Regions from separate parts of the Columba livia genome. Here region 2 is linked to region 1. A link is a contact called in public Hi-C data. All regions are on one chromosome and are shown on one strand. Each heading gives the region's core, a stretch centred on a gene start, on an enhancer-like site or on the middle of the called end of the contact. The rest is flanking DNA. Distances are from core to core; before and after follow the strand shown. Region 1 overlaps ANKRD42 (ankyrin repeat domain 42). Region 2 holds the start of DDIAS (DNA damage induced apoptosis suppressor).

Region 1 (2,632 bases), core at 61-2,560:
TCGTAGAATCATTTCAGTTGGAAGAGACCCTCAGGATCATTGACTTCAACAATAACCTAATTCTAGCACTAAACCATGTCCCTAAGAACCTCTTCTACACTCCTTTTAAACCTCTCCAGCGATGGTGACCCCACCACTGCCCTGGGCAGCCTGTTCCAATGACTGACAACCCTTTCTGTGAATACATTTTTCCTAATATCCAATCTAAGCCTCTCCTGATGCAACTTGAGGCCAACACCCTCCGTGCTACAACCTCCTTTCAGGAGGTTCTGTGGCATGTGTGGTTAAGCTAGAAAAATCGTGAGGATCTCTGAACGGTTCTCCCTCATCTCCAGAGGCCAGAGAGGATCTCTAGCTCCACACCGGCCTTTTGAAATGGAAATACCCCTTCTCAGGGTACCTACCTATGGATAAACTCCAAGATGCTTGTATCATATGCCAGAAAACTCTCATTATTTAAAAACATTTATTGACAACAACATTGTGCTAGATGAAAAGCAGGAATTTCCATTTGGGAAAGCCACTGTAGCAGGTTTTGGAGATTTCTCCTTTAGTCCAGGTTTTCCGGCTGTAAGGCCGGGTGTGAACCACTGCGCAGTGCTTTCGTTAGGCTGCGTTGCATGGATAAAATTAGCACTGTGTGCCAAATAATTTTGCAGCTATATCTCATTAATCTGAAGTGTGCAAGTAGCCAGCCTGTCCACCCGAGCACCGAGTTCCCTGCATGAGCACGGGCCATTTGTACGGTGTCAGGAAGGCTGATACAGCCTCGTGGCTTTGGGCTGCATGAATCAGAGAATGTCCTGACTTGGAAGGTACCCACAAGGATCATTGAGTCCAACTCCTGTCCCTGCACAGGACAACCCCAATATTCACGCCATGTATGTGAGAATGTTGTCCAGTCTCTTCTTGAACACTGTCAGGCTTGGGGCCGTGACACCTCCCTGGGGAGCCTGTTCAGTGTCCAGCACCCTCTGGGGGAAGAACCTTTTCCTCATGTCCAACCTAAACCTCCCCTGGCACATCTTCCTGCCATTCCCTCGGGTTCTGTCACTGGTCACCAGAGAGAAGAGCTCAGCCCTGCCCCTCCTCCTCTCCTTGTGAGGAAGCTGTAGCTGCCATGAGCTCTCCCCTCAGTCTCCTCCAGGCTGAACAAACCCCGTGACTTTAGCTGCTTCTCATACAGTTTACCCTCCAAAACCTTAATCAAGGGTTGGCAATATTTCAGTCCAGGAAATGCGGTAGCTCTTGCTGAGAGCTTTCCTGCTGTGCTGTTTGAATCCACAGGGCAGATGTCTCCCTTTTCCTTTTACCAATCTTCCATCTTTGTAGCTGCACTAATTCATCCTGATACAGAGGAGAGCCAGCTCAACTCCAGATGACTCAGTTGTTGCGGTCAATTGCTGTTATAATAAGAATACATGTGAATTATGTCTCAGCTAACCAGTTCCAGGAATCTCAGTTAATTTGGGAGCTGTTGTGGGTGTGACAGATCAGGTCTTGTGCAAGTGTGTATCAGCCAGCGCTTCAGTTTCCCTTTCGTAAGTGTCATGCAGGCTGTCACTTGAGCATTCCTCATCTGTGGCTAAGCCAATCAATAGGAAGGATGTAGAGGTACCATATGTTAATGAAAAAGCTGCCTCTGACCACTCCAGAGTCTTGGTTTTGTGCTTTTTTTCTGTTTCATACTAACCTTTTTGCTCCTCTGGCATGTCTGCCTCCTCTGCAGCTGGAGCAACAGCCTACCCAAGAGCTTCGTACTGTTCGGGGTGTGGGAAGACATCTCCATCTCGTGGCCAGATTGCGCTGAGCACGAAGGAGGAAAAACAGCTCTCCAGAGCTGCTAGCAGGGGTCTGGAGCCAGGAGCACGCTGCAGCTCACACCACTGAGTTCTAAGCTGCTTTCAGCTGGGACTAAGGTGGTCCTCAGCAAAAGGCACAGGACCACGTGGAGCAGCCAGGGTGGGTTTTTAGATGCACTTCACGCTCCTCTTGTCTCCTTTGCTTTCGGCAGGGCTGTGAGGGAGCTGGAGGCCCAGCTGGAAGAGGAGCGAGTCAGGCGGGAGAAGCTGGAGAGCCAGCTGGATGAGTACCGCGCCGAGATCAGCCGCCTGAGAGACAGCCTGGCGAAAACCCGCGGCCCTCCCGTGGTGAGTCCCACATCAGCTCCCCCAACGCGTGGGACAGAGGCTGCTGCCCGTCACTCGTCTGTATTTGTTCTCACTGAGATTCCCAGGCGTGGTGCAAGGAAACGCTGGAGTAAACGTGGCAGCTTTTAGTGTGGGACACTGAAGGGAGCAGTAGCTTTGTTGTGTCCTGTCTCTGCTGTGAAAGGATATTGGTTTCTCTTCGTACCCTGGTAGAAAAGCACTGGTATTCATCTTTGTATTAACAAAAGGGAGCGAGCTGGTCCCTGCGTACTTCCCCGCTGTCTGTGCCGTGACTGACAGCTCAGCGTGGCTGGTCCCTGAGCCAGGACTGGTGCTTCAGGAGAGGTGTTGTCATCCAGGCCAGCCAGGTGCCTCCACCTCGGAAAGAAAAGCCACTTTCTGCTTCCACAGCTCATGTTAAGACATTACTCATTCTAGTCCCTGATAGGTTTAAAAATCTAGGGCAACTATGGCCCAGAGCA
Region 2 (2,632 bases), core at 38-2,537, 140 kb before region 1:
CAGACCACCCGGCGCTCCAGCCGGTCCCTTTCCAGAGTTGTGACTTTAGTAGGATATGCAAGACCTGGAACATTTTACCAAAGAGACGGAGCACAGCAACATCCAGAAACCTACAAAAATATACTGCTGTCCAGTCCACGGCTAAATGAGGCAGCTGAAGGAAGAAAATGCCCTTGAAATCCCCACAAAAACTCTCTGCCTGGCTCTGACTGGGACCCCCAGCTCCTCAGAGCAGCTGGGCTGTGGGGAAACCTCTCAAGTGAGCCACAACAATGATGGAGTGGAGCATCTCCCGTGTGAGGAAAGGGTGAGGGAGCTGGGGCTCTGGAGCTGGACAAGAGGAGACTGAGGGGTGACCTCACTAATGTTTACAGATATATAAAGGGCGAGTGTCAGGAGGATGGAGCCAGGCTCTTCTCGGTGACAACCAATGATAGGACAAGGGGTAATGGGTTCAAACTGGAACACAAAAGGTTCCACTTAAATACGAGAAGAAACTTCTTCTCAGTGAGGGTGACAGACACTGGAACAGGCTGCCCAGGGGGTTGTGGAGTCTCCTTCTCTGGAAATATTCAAAACCCGCCTGGACACCTTCCTGTGTAACCTCATCTGGGTGTTCCTGCTCCGATGGGGGGCTTGGACTTGATGAGCTTTTGAGGTCCCTTCCAACCCCTGACATTCTGTGAAGTGACAGAACCGGCACCGGCAGCCCCGGCCGGGGCCTCCCCGGGGATCTCCCCTCGTTCCCCCGGCCCAAAACCGCGCTGGGGGTCACCCCCTAAACCGCTCCTGTAACCCCGGGCTCTCCGCTGAGCGGTGCGAGGGCGGCGGCGGCTCGTACCTGCTGCTGGAAGTACCGTATGAGGTACGGGGCGGTTGGCGTCCGGGCTCCCCGGCGGTGGGGCAGGGCGGGCAGCGCGCCGGACGCGCCGAGCAGCAGGAGAAAGAGAAGGAGCCGCGGCATGGCCGGGAAGAGCGGAGGCCACCCAGCCGCCACACCGCTTTATAGCGGCCCCGTTCCCCCCGCCCGCGGAGCTGCCCCAGGTCGGCCCCGCGGGGAGCGGCGGGCGGTAGGACCCAGCGGACTAGGCGGAGCCGGCGCCTGCGCCTGGAGCAAACGGCGCTATACCACCCGCCCCGAAAGGAGAGGGGCTATCCCCGCACGTGGGGGGCGGGCAATAAGCCGCGGGAATTTTCGATTGGCTGCGGGGGTGAGAGTAGTTTGTGAGCGTCTCTGTCGTTGGCTGTGGTGACTTGAGTAGGCGTTCCCTAGAGACGGCCCTTAGCAACGCGCACTTCCGTTTTCCGGCTTCTCCTCAGAGCCAGGGCGGGAGCGGGGCAGCCGGGGCTACGTCCGCGATAACCGGCCCTCGGCGCTTCTCTTCTGTGCGGGCCTGAGAGCACCGAGGGGAGGTGACGCCGCCGGCTGTCCGTTCCCTTGCCCGAGTGACAGCGCTTCAGCGCGGCCTTTGGGGCCGGGAGACGGAGGCTGTTTAGTCACGGAGCGCTAAAACCGGTAAGAACGGTGATACCTCGGGTTTTCTGGGTGTTGAGCAAAGCTTAAAGCGCCCAGGCCGAGTGACGGGGGTGGGGGGAAGCCCTGTGGGGTCTGTTTTCAATTACTTTATTTTTAAACTTCTGTGATATGCTGTTTTATTTCTATTTTACTTAAAATTCTAAAGATCTTTGTTGTTATTCAGGACATAGAAATATATAGTAACACAGAATTCCAAAACCAAATTGAAACTTATCTTGTTTAAAATTCTTTCAACTATAAAATTCAAGTACGCCACTAAGAAATCAGTGAATTTACAGGCGGTTCCCCCAGGTATATTCAGCATCGGTGAGTACAAAATCCAACTTCTGGAAGAGTAATTTAACTGCTATTATAACATATTTAATTTGCAACTACCACAATTGTTGAAAGCAATGTTGGGGATGGCCCTCTCAGATTATGTTAAGTAATGTACAATTATCCTTATAGATAATATCCATATAGCCCGCGGCCTCGGGGCTGCGCTGGGAGGAGGCGGCTGGTTCAGGGGTGGAAATTGTGGTGTGAGAGCTGTTAACGACTCTTCCTGAGTGTTTTGTGTTTTCTGTTTTTCCTCAGGGAGGGTTTGGGGCAGCGGGCTCGCTAGAGGGCACCAGGCACCCATGGAAGCAGCGGCGGGACCTCGGGGCTGTTGGAAGGCGCCGCTGCTGGTGGGGAGCAGCTGGAACGCCCTGTGGTTCCCGCGCTGGGTACGTGGGTCCGGCGGTTTGCTTGGTTTATTTAGTTTTCTAAATAAAGTAAACCAGATGCGTTCGTACCATCCTTTTTTTAGCTTGTGTCCAGATAGTGACTACTATATTTCTACCAAAGAGAAACAGAGGTGTAGATCCTGAGTCTGTTTGCTCTAAAGAGAGCTCTTATCAGAACCTGCATGAAAACATTCATGCTATGCTTTATCTCCCATGCTCCAATGGAATACTTGAAGTATTTGGGGTGTGTGGATTTTTTTATTGCATTAAAAACTGCAGGTGATAGTATATTTATATAGTTCTGAGTTGAAAGCCCTTTGGAGTATGAAGTAGCTGCTGGTTTCTCCAAGTCCACCTTCTTGAGTAATAACAAAATCAAACTTACTCT

Evidence for each region. Hi-C and Micro-C count contacts between places; a contact is called where the count stands out from the background.
Region 2: a contact with region 1 is called in a Hi-C map of crop, with 4 times the contacts expected there. The contact joins the promoter of DDIAS here to the enhancer-like site in region 1. A contact is called at or near these places in 2 of 2 Hi-C or Micro-C datasets (crop and liver).

What each region holds. Positions count from the first base shown.
Region 1 is chr1:9,035,514-9,038,145 of bColLiv1.pat.W.v2, reverse strand. ANKRD42 (ankyrin repeat domain 42) reads left to right here. Exons shown (of 14, transcript XM_021298784.2): 12 at 2,015-2,150. Among named protein-coding and RNA genes, the nearest start is that of ANKRD42, 16 kb to the left of the region's middle. Within about 2 kb of position 1,310, at least 1 of the 3 cell types and tissues checked has an H3K27ac peak away from gene starts, as active enhancers do.
Region 2 is chr1:9,172,987-9,175,618 of bColLiv1.pat.W.v2, reverse strand. It overlaps DDIAS (DNA damage induced apoptosis suppressor), which reads left to right and starts at 1,287. Exons shown (of 6, transcript XM_005510735.3): 1 at 1,287-1,516; 2 at 2,114-2,244. It overlaps PRCP (prolylcarboxypeptidase), which reads right to left and starts at 1,122. Exons shown (of 9, transcript XM_005510758.4): 1 at 842-1,122. The coding sequence starts at 964. All of the region lies in intron 1 of LOC135575720 (a long non-coding RNA gene), which reads left to right.